Regions from separate parts of the Mus musculus genome. Here region 2 is linked to region 1. A link is a contact called in public HiChIP or PLAC-seq data. All regions are on one chromosome and are shown on one strand. Each heading gives the region's core, a stretch centred on a gene start, on an enhancer-like site or on the middle of the called end of the contact. The rest is flanking DNA. Distances are from core to core; before and after follow the strand shown. Region 1 overlaps Rad51b (RAD51 paralog B). Region 2 has its middle 5.6 kb from the start of Gm3596.

Region 1 (5,543 bases), core at 1,628-4,127:
GCACTTAATCATTTAAAGAGATGGCAATTTATCTTAAATATGTGCCTCATTATGGATGCGACACACTTAGCACAGATGGTCTCAGCAGTTTTTCCTGGCTTCCCTTACCCCAACATATCTAGTACGCTAATGTCAATATTAGCTTTACTGTTTTAGGTAACTTTGGTGTGCTTCTCATTAGCTGCAACCATAAAGAGTTGAGTTTTACCTGCGCTGAGGGATCACTAAATTCCTGCTGGCATCTGTGCACACAGCCCCATGTCACGAGTGAGGTCATGTTTCTCCTGGATTGTGCCTGTATCTGATGAGCCTAGGCTGGCATGAATCCGAGACAATGAAATAATCACACCCATTAGCTCACCAGGGCCTTATTAAGATGTGGCCTGGCTTTCCATCCATTCCTCCTTCTTGGAAAAACTGACATAGTCATAGTGTGTAAAGGTTAGTGGAGATGAAGCTGCTTTAGCAACCAAGAGCTAGTTAATACTCTGTACTTAAAAGCCCACCGAGCTGTGGCTGATAACAGGAAGTTGCACTTCAAGAAACAGGATTCGAGGGTCTTTTCCCTGCCTGTCCCCCTTCTTTAAAAAAAAAAAAAGTTTTATTATGAAGCACTAACCAGCCTCAAACTTGCACAATGCTTCGGTCTCTGTCTGGAGAGGGCTGAAAGGCAAATCAGAACCCTGTCTAGTTCAAGGGTGTTCTGTGATCTGTGCATGTATGATAGTAATACTGAATGCCCCCCTGCCCACACCCTCCAGTGCCCCACTAGAGCAGTGCTTTCCAAACTTCCACATTTCTTTGCAGACCACCACACACACACACACACACACACACACACACACACACTTGGAAGGTTTGAGTCTGGCAAACAAACTGTAATAATTAAACAATGGTTTTGTTTTCTCATTGATAACTCAGGTCATTGTGCCTTTATCTCTCTCCATAGTGCTTTCGTGGGGACATCTTCCCAGACCTCAGGTATAGCCCTGGATGTGACCCACAGTTACATGTCCAGAATACCGTCCACTTCACCACAGAAGCCCTTTCACAGTCCCTTGTGTGCCTGCCATTATAAAGACTGGTCTGTCTCACTCCTGACTGTTTTTCTACTCCTTGTGTCTTTGCTTGGCATATATAACTGGCACTTAGTAAACATTTGTCGAATGACTTAAGGCATTAGGTAACTGAAACACAAGAGAATTGTGGGCCTTATATTGGCTTGGAGAGTCTTAATCTATAAATCTGGTAGGGTTTCTGAAGTGTTGACACTGGCTTAAGTGAAAGTCACCAAGTTGAAAATAAAAGATTAACGTTGGGGGAGGAGGTTGTGAGATGATGCTTCCAACACATTGGCAAGGTTCTGATTCTTAATATAGAGGGATCCTGGCTACTCCTGAACTAAAGAGACAGAAACCTGCTCATTTCATATATATCCACTGCAGAGCTATTGGAGAAACCTACGGAGTTTTACAAACTGTAAGGGTATTGTTATTTTATGGTTGTTCACCTAAAAGCCTCGGTAACACCTGTTTTCCCTGGTCATAATTTTGGAGATACTCGAAGCCATCCTGCCTCTGGTTTTGTTTCATGAACCTACCTTAACCCTTAAACTACGAAGAGCACAATATTTTGTTGAGCACCTACTTTGTACTTTGTGTTCTAGGTTATAAGTTGAATACCTGGAGTCTTTCACTAAGCTTCATGGGATCTTTACCAGTGGATCGATCGCATCATGTAAGAGAAGACTAGCATCATGTCCTAGTGTCAGGACAGTCTTTCAGACTTTCCTGATGACCTAATGTTCTCTGTTGGGGACATGCTGCAGAGAAGTACAGGAGATTTTTTTTTTTTTTGAAAAGCCAGAACACTTGCTAATACCTCAGACAGGGATGTACGTTGTATGATGCACTGCACGGCGCCCCAGCTTTCAGAGACCACCTCTTACCAGAAGTTTGCCAACCCCAGCTCTTAGAGAGATTCAGCCCAGCAGCCTCAGTCAGTCCTCTCATCCGACAGTAATCAAAAGTTGCTTGGTAAATCAGTGGGGCCGAAAACATTCTTGGCAGTTCAAACAGCCAGCGGTAAGAACAAGCTTTCTTTACTTGCAATGAGTTCATTATCCAAGGGCCAGAAGTGCTCAAAATCATTGATTGGCTAATTATAAGTAACTCAAGGGCCATAATGCTTCAGTCCCTCTGTGGGAATATTTATAAGTGCTCAAGTTCAGCTCAGATAAAAGAGAGGGATGCCACCCAAGAAAACTGCAGGAAAAAGCCTAGAATTAGATGGCATGGGATGTTGCCAGTCTGAAAGAGGAAGGATCAATATATCACTGAATTTTACAAACCAACCTTGGAAAACAGATTCCCTGTGTCCTTCCCAGCTTTAGGATGGGATGCAAAACTAGGGGCTTTCCCCCTTTACTCGCGGTAGTAAGTCTACCCTGTTTTCTTAGGAAGGGAAGCAGTTGCTTTAACACTCTGGCTAGATTCCCAACATGAACAGGGTGGCCCGATTAAAACAGGCCTGTGGATGCTTCTGCGTGAGGGAAGGGGTTAGCTGTAAAGCACCACGTGCTTGTGGGTGTTTAATGAATATGAGCTGATTAAATTGGCCACCCTGAATTATAACCTCATCCCTCTGGAGCTCCTCTCTGGCTCTTAGCTCAGGACCATGTTCATCAAACTTTCTGCCCAAACTTGCTAGGCAGAAATGCTTCCTCCTAAAGTTGCCTGTGTTTTCCACCCAACGTTTCTTTGTTTCAAAGATGCGCAGTAGAATGTGACCATGGGAGACCCTTCCCTTCGGATGCAGGCCCAGCTGCAGTGACGGCAGCCACACCCACAGCACTTCCCCTCAAACCTGCTGCCTCCATCTGTTTCCCCATCTCTGGACTAGTACAAAGCCAGTGTCTGTCTGGGACAGATAGTGAGCTGAGTAGCAGACAGAGGAGGCCTTGTCTAAAGAAGGAAAAACTACTGTTCTAGAAACCGGGCGACCTAGCTTTCTGGCTGGATTGTGCTAAGAGCCATCTGTGTGGTTAGGAGAGTCATTTGTTCCTTCACCCATAAAAGGCAAAGGCGAGACAAAAATCAATATTTCTCAAATTGTGGGCTCTGGGACTTGGGGTCTGCAAGTTCTATGAGATTTTTAAAATTTTTATACTCTTACCACCAAAGTTTTTTTTAATTATTATTATAAAGACAGTATAATTACAGTTGAAAGACACTGAAAAAAATAAATAAATAATAAGTTTCTTAAATTGGTGATTCTAAAACTTATGTAACATTTTCTGGAGGTTTCTCGGTATATTATGGGAATCTCAAATAGTTGTTTTTTTAAAAGGACTCCGTGAATCAATAGAATTTTCTATAAAGCAAAACATCTTCGTTTTAAGTTTTTTTTTTCTTCCCCCCACAGTACGCTTAACTCTCTCAATGCATGGGCTTCCTTTGTTTTTACAATCAAGATATTTGCTCCTTCGCCAAAACTTTCCATGAAACTGTAAAGAGTGTGTTTCTTACAAAGGCTGCTTTTCCCTTTAAGATTTGGAGCATTGGGCTGGGCTGATATAACTCAGTGGGAAAAGAACTTGCCACATAAGCATGAGGACCTGAGTTCAAACCTCTAGAGCCTGTGGAAATCTGGTACTGTAACCCTTGTCTGTAATCCTGGTGCTCCTACATGGACCTGGGAAACAAGAGCATCGCTGGGAACTCATGGGCCACTGAGCCTGGTATTTGAGACAGAGGAGAACAGAGACCCTGCCTTAAACAAGGAGGAAGACAAGGAAGGACGGATATTCAGCCCTCCGCTTGTACCATAACACACATGCAGCCTCATATACCTAAACACACACACACACACACACAGAGAGAGAGAGAGAGAGAGAGAGAGAGAGAGAGAGAGTGTCAAAGGTCAAAGGCTGGAGATATGGATCAGTGTTTAAGAACACTGGTTGCTTTGCTTTGCTAGAGGACACAGGTTCAGTTCTTAGTACCCACATGATAGCTAACAACCAATTAATATTGTATTTCTGAGGGATCAAATGCCTTCTTCCAGCCTCCTTATGTACTATATGCACATAATGCATAAACATACATGCAGAAAAAAAAAACACCCATGAAGATTTAAAAAGAATCAGAGCATCATAAGTCATTGTTAATCAACCTTATCAACTGAGACTACCTTTCTTTTATCTCTCAACCCTTATAAACCTAAGATTAAATTTAGTTGTGCATTTTAAATCATATTTTACAAAATGCATTTGTGCATACCATCCATCTATCTATTTATTTTGTGTGCACATGTGTGGGCAGGGTGCATATATGGAGCTCAGAGGACAACTTATAGGAGTTAGTCACCGAGTTCTATCATGTGGGTCTTGGGCATCAAACCCAGGTCCTCGGGCTTGGTGGCAAGAGCCTCTACTACTGAGGCATCTCACTGCCTTTATCCCTTTTGATTTTCAGTAGACATTGTCTGGTAGCATGATGTCCATTATAGAAAGGAGGATAATTTCACCATAAAAAATCACCTGGTGTTTCCTGATTCATTCTCTCCAGCAAAGCTTTCCTATTCTTGGAATGGCGAGAGAGTAGACGGGGTATCTGTTAGTCGTTCTACTGCGCTGATCCAGGGCTACTTGTTTCAGGAAATAGTAAATGGGGCTTCTCATTCAAGGATAGACTGGCACTGCCAGGTGTCAGTCACATGACATCAGTTTGGACTTAGTCTCAGCCCAGTTCCTGGTGTATACAGGTACTCTGTATTTATTGAATGTTGAGTAAGTAAATGAACGAGTGGATTTTAAAAAATCAATCCTAGGCTGGGCGTGGTGGCACACATCTTTAATCCCAGCACTCGGGAGGTAGAGGCAGGCAGATTTCTTAATTTTGAGGCCAGCCTGGGCTACAGAGTGAGTTCCAGGACAGCCAGGGCTATTCGGAGAAACCCTGTCTCGAAAAAACAAAACAAAACAACAACAACAAAATCAATCCTTCTACCTAGGGATGCATACCTCTGAAATCCTATCACTCAGGAGGCAAGGTCAGTAACACTGTCTCAAAACCCAAACCAACAAGATCTTTCTGACTAAGGTCTGTAAACTGGAGGTCATTTTTACCTCATGCACTTTTCCAAGTACTAAGTCAACAGGGTTCGCTGAGAGTCTTCCAAGTGCTTTGAGGGGAAACAAGGGAACTGATGAGAAATGGCGGACTGGCAGGCCAACATAGGAAATCCCCTTTCTGGCTCTCTCCAACTTTCTGTCCAGGGCTGATTTCCTAGGCTTCCAAGGTGATGTGGTAAATGGTATCCTTTTGCCGGGGGATCGAATGAAATTGTCACTCCCAGGGAGAGAGGAGAGGTATGACAGGGTGTGAAGAGTAAATAGAAGGCAGCCAGATCTACCCCGTGGGAAGCTGGGTCGGAGAGCGGAGGAGCTGGTGAGAAGACTGGCTCGGGCCAGAACATGTCTGCCTGTAAAGGAGAGAGGCTTCGTCTGCTTCTCACATAGTGTGGTTTGGCTACTTTCCCAT
Region 2 (5,379 bases), core at 2,344-4,843, 110 kb after region 1:
CACCTGTAAGGAACTGAATCCCTTGTTAAATTTCTATAGAACAGTATTTGACTGGAAGAATATGATTGTAGTATAGTCTTCTTTACATCTTGCTTGGTAGCAGAGTCAACATGCAGAGTGGTGGCTAGTTTTATGCCAACTTGACACAAGCTAAACTCATTTGGGAAGAGGAAATCTCAATTAAAATAATAAAATGCCTTCATAAGATTGGCCTGAAGATCTGCTAATTAAGATTTTCTTAATTAGCAATTGATGGGGGAGAGCCCAATCCATTGTGGGTGGTGCCATCCCTGGGCTGGTGGTCCTGAGTGCTATAAGAAATCAGGCTGAGCGAGTCAGTAAGCAGCACTCCCGCCATGGCCTCAGCACCAGATCCTGCCTCCAGATTCCTGCCTTGAGTTCCTGCCCCGAGTACCCTTAGCAATGAACTGTGACTCGAAAGTGGTATGTTGAAACAAACCCTCTCCTTCCCAAGTTGTTTATGGTTGTGGTGTTTATCACTGCAATAGAAACTCCAATAAGACAGGAGGCCTTGTAACAGGAGCTCAGGAACCCCTATGAGAAAGTCCGTTCGTACTCCGTTAGACATGGATACCTGAGATTGATTGAGAGAGAGGCTGAAGGAGGAAACAAAGAAAAGATCAGGCCAGAGCAAGGCCAGAAGAAGCGTCGGCAAAAAGAGAGGCGCCCTAGGTATGTAGACCTTTTCTAAGTGCAGGGCCTGGGGAGGATGGGAGACCGGCGAGAAGGTAAAGGGTTTGAGCATCAGGCGACCAATCAGTACTTCCTGGGACCCAGCAAGCCGATACAGACAAGTCCTCACAGTTTGCTCATCAGCCTCCAGGGCAAAGCAGGGTTCCAAATCTCAGTGTATCTAGTCGCAGGATTTTCCCTGTCCAATTACATTAGTGCAGAGGAGGTCTGTGATTGGACAGAGAAAGGGGAGGCGGAGCTTAAGACAGGGGGTGTCTCAGGGTAGGAGGAGAAGGAAGATGGCTACAGACGTGAACCTGTGTGGCGTTAACCAGCCACAAGTAGTTGTGGTATCATGAGGTTTGATTAATTGGGATAAAGCTTTTATCATTATCAATTGGCTCTGAAATTATTGAATTGGCATCTTGTAAATTGTGATATTATTGATACATAAATCTGATTGGTTAATTAAGCTTTAAGAGTCTTGATTTTACCAGGTTACTGGGTGCTGTGATATGCAACCACGGGGTTGGCGGTTCCATTTGGTTACTAGAATGTAGGATAGAGCCGATGGTGGAGAGGGAGCCAGCAGTTCCAGGGACAAGCGAGCCAGATGCTGCTGGGGTTAGATGGAGAAGCTGACATCAGTGGCAGGAGAACGGGAGTTTGGTCCGGCCCTGGGGAGAGTTGGTGGGTTCCTTTTTTATTATTTTCCACAACAGTTTCTGGCTGAGATTCAGAAGCTCCAGGATGCAGGGCCAGCTGGAGACCCACTCTCTGGTGCAAGGATTCCTGCTCTTGTTAATTGACAGTGAACTAAAAGCCAGCTTTTGCCATGAGAATGATAGAACCAAGTGGAGGTCCAGGGATGTTGTCGTGGGGTGAAGAACACTTTCTGTGGATGTTTTAGTCTTAATCAACCTGGACATTTTGCAAGGCTGGCGATGTGCTCATTTGAAGATTGATCCTCCCAAAAGATGTGTTTTATCTTGACCCTATAACTTGTAAATGTGACCTTATTTGGATAAAGGGTCTTTGTAATTGTAATCAAGTTAGGATTCTTGCAATCTTGAGGCCACATGTCTCTGATGAAGTGCAAGTGTCCTTTTAAGAGACACACAAAGAAGAGGAGGAAGCTCAGCCCCAGAGGCAGACAAAGTTATGTAGTGCTTAGTTTGGGGACAAGTCTGGGGACACTTGGAACCTCTGGGACTATGTGAGACAAGAAAAGAGTCTCTCATACCTCCGGAGGAAACACAACCCTACAGACATCTCAATTTTAGACTTCTTTCCAAAAGTGTGAAAGAATATTTGTCTACTGAGTGAGAAATGATGTTGTTTGTGCCAATGTGTCACTGAAGTCCTAAGAAACCAGCCCACTGTGTCTGACCTGAGAGGTGACATGGCCAGAGAGGAAAAAAAAAATCAGGTTATGTTCAGATCTGTCCCTGAGTTTTCTACTGGTGTCCCAGGTAGACATTCCTAACCTTTGTGCTGTGGGGTCTGCCTCCACCTATATGCCCCCCATTCCCACCCGGAGTTTGTTTCTTACATCAGAGTAGGGCTTACTGTTCTCTGAGGTTGCTATTCAGCAGGGAGGAGGACGACCAGTCAGACCTGCATAGCGTTTGAAAGGATGGTAATGATAATGGTCACATTATAGAATCCTTAGCGTGTGCTAGGTACATCACAGACGTTATCTCATGCAGTTCTGAGTGAGAAGAGTCCTCTGAGGTTTCTAGTATTGCCGATGTGTAAACTGAGGCCATGAGATGTCAGGTCGCCTAGTCAAGATCACTTGGTGACCTTCAACCCAGGTCTTCCCGTGTTCAATTTGTAGCATTATAAAAGGCTCAAGCCCCAAAGAATGGTGGGCCAACATCCCACAGTGACTAGCTGCCGGATAGGAACTGTTTTCCTTAGTTTCTGAATCTTGGCAGCAAAGGCACTAGAGTTTCCCCTTGGCAGGGAGGATTTTGCATATGGACTGAATGAAATTAAGAATGCCGAGATGGGAGGCTGAGGTGATAGCTCAGTGGGTAATAGCACTTGCTCTGCAAGCATGAGGACCTGAGTTTAGATCACCAACAGCCATGTTAAAAGCCACATATACCTCTCACTCCAGGACTAGGGATGGTCAGAGACAGGAAGATCATTGGCTTGCTAGCCATTAGTCTGGCCAAAACGCTGCAAACTCCAGGGTCAACAAGAGACTGACTCACAGTAATAAGGCAGAGAGCACCATAGTAGGAGAACTGACTTCCTCCTGTGCCCTCTACATATTCATGAAGTCTGCACATACACCTGTACACACATGTGTACCTACTTGCATGCGTATACCCCCCACTATACAAATAAATGAATCAGTGCTGAGATGAGATGGCCTGATCAGATGCTGCAAAACATCTACTTTCACAGGGAGCAACTGGAACTGGCTAACTTCCTCATCGCCGCAAGGCTCGGAGGTCCTTTCTCTTTTCCCAGGCATCTGGGGAAAAGGATGAATTCTCTAGGCAAGTGACCTCCCTGGTGTGAGAAATTTTTGTGTTCACTGCTGTGTCTGCCCCCTGCTTTTCCAACAACAGAGGACAAGTGTCTACAAAGCTGTCACGCAGTGACAGGAGCAGAGAGGAGGACCTGGGCTGGTCTGGGCACACTGACACTCTTTGGAGTCTCTTCTTTGCAGGTTTGCACTCTGGTGGGCACATCTTCAGAGTCTTGGGAGACGGCTCAGGTCTCCTTGCTATGGCTGAGGCTGGGGCGAGGCCAACATTGCAGCTTCTCTCCACTCCAGGGAGACAAATGCAGCCTGCCAGAATTTCCTCCCACACAGACCTCTGTAGGAGATAAAGGCAGAGAGGGAACTGCCACGGGACAGCCACATGATAAATTCCCTTGGGCCTCCTCCTGTGTTCATTGTTCTGCCCTGGTTGTTTTGAGTACAGTCAAAAGGAAGAGCCCTGTGCTATCAGACTGAGGAAGGAGGATGCTCTCCTATTGCCCTTGGCCACCCTCATTTTAAATGTGAGGAAACCAAAGGGCAATGTGCAGCCTAACCCCACCTGCCCCAGAGGAGCAGTCAGCCAGCCTTCCAGGGAAGCCGCAACCCCTCTCCAGACCAACAGCAGCACACTGGTGGCTCAGCCCTTGTCCTTTGACTCAACCCTGGGGACTGACAGATGAAACTGTTTGGGGTAGGAGCTAGAAATAGATTTTGGAGGGGCCCCATTACTTGTTGTTCATGCCCCAGGGCTGAGAACTGAACCTGTAAGGCCACAACTGTTAGGAAGGGACATCCTGCCTAACACTGGCTGGCTGCCTGCTTCTCAACTCAGAGCAGCTCAAGTTCCTGGGAACTGTAGTCAACTTTAGGGATCTGGGCTGTGTCCCAGGTTCAAGTTCAAGCATGGAGAACAGGATGCCGCCTCAGCCACCATGGCTGGATTTCTTCGAGGAAGTAGAGCAGAAAGCCTTGGCTTTCCTTAAGCTGTGTGCTCCCGAGGACACAAGTGCCAAATGGAGTGTTCTTCTTGAATTGCAGACTCAAGCAGATGTCCACCCTGTTCAAGGCTCGGGCTCTGACTGGACAGGTGTCTGGCTGCCATGGCCCGGGTCACCTTTGTCTGAGCTAGAAGGCCATGTCTGAGCCATCAAAGGGGTCTCAATGGGAGAAGACAGACATCAATGTGCTTCCTCAACCAGAAAGGTGATTTCAATTTGGCTGGAGCAGCCCAACCAAACAAGCAGGATCCTGTCGACTGAAAGATAGGGCTGCTGGAAGATCACACAGCAACAAAAAATGGGAACCATTATCAGACTTGTCCCAGCCCGGAGGGGCAGGGCCTTTGAAGCCACAGACAGGCTGAACAGAACTTTCTACCTGGGAGATGTTGGAGATGGGAGGTCAGGCTGCACCAGCCCACACCCCCATCACTCCCCCCCCCCCCAAAAAAAAACCCTGATCAAAGCCTGCTGCAGAAAGGAGGGGCATACAGCTGCAACCAGCTCCCCCCTCACGGGGCCGCCCAGGGCCTTCTGAAAGCAAGTGGACTGCTTTTGCAGGGGCCTGTGGGAAAACCCAACACAGATACAGTGTACAGCAGAGCCCCGGAGCACTGCTGCGAGAAGGAAAATAAACCCCTCAGTGGTCCTGAAAAGAAAGGCAGGAATCAAAGCACAGAAAGTGCAGCGACCACCCACCTGATGCGCGCCTACCTTTCGGAAACAAATAACTCCTGGCTTCCAGGGCCTGTTTCAAAGAACAAACAGACTGAACACTTGGCCTCAAAGCTTTGTGCACTGGGGGATTTGTGGGATGCCGAGGCCCCTCCTAAGCATCCAAGGCTTGAATTGAAGCAGTGCCTATTCAAGGGCTTCCTTGCATGTGCTCTGTGCTCCTCCCTGGGAACCTGAAAGGCAAGAACTCTCAGGAAGGGAAGGGGTCCTATGTAGATACTGCTAACTCAGTTCCTCAGACTAGATGGTTGCCTATCTATCTGCTGGGAAACGTTCTAGCTGTATTGTCTAGGCTGGTTTGGGGTAATGAGACCATCTGTGAGCAGGCCATATATTGGTTAGTTGTAAGGATCTTGTCCCCTCAGGCTCTGTGAGAGCCTCTGTACCCCCTGCTTAGGCTTGCCCCTCCTCCTCCTGCCTGAAGCCTCCCTTCTTCTTCGTGGAGCCTGC

The links. HiChIP or PLAC-seq counts read pairs in DNA pulled down with a chosen protein or histone mark.
Region 2: an H3K27ac HiChIP or PLAC-seq map of heart atrium shows a contact between it and region 1, with 5 read pairs. The contact joins two enhancer-like sites. A contact is called at or near these places in 1 of 39 promoter capture datasets (the 3T3-L1 cell line), 3 of 484 Hi-C or Micro-C datasets (the C2C12 cell line, cerebellum and nephron progenitors), 1 of 115 datasets of contacts at active chromatin or transcription factors (heart atrium) and 1 of 9 other capture datasets (embryonic stem cells).

What each region holds. Positions count from the first base shown.
Region 1 is chr12:79,730,019-79,735,561 of GRCm38.p6, forward strand. The region is part of intron 8 of Rad51b (RAD51 paralog B); the gene reads left to right. Among named protein-coding and RNA genes, the nearest start is that of Gm36048, 66 kb to the right of the region's middle. Within about 2 kb of position 2,878, at least 50 of the 459 cell types and tissues checked have an H3K27ac peak or open chromatin away from gene starts, as enhancers often do. A contact at or near this core is called in heart atrium, where this site is marked.
Region 2 is chr12:79,834,803-79,840,181 of GRCm38.p6, forward strand. It overlaps a transcript of Rad51b not described here. Among named protein-coding and RNA genes, the nearest start is that of Gm3596, 5.6 kb to the left of the region's middle. Within about 2 kb of position 3,594, at least 103 of the 459 cell types and tissues checked have an H3K27ac peak or open chromatin away from gene starts, as enhancers often do. A contact at or near this core is called in heart atrium, where this site is marked.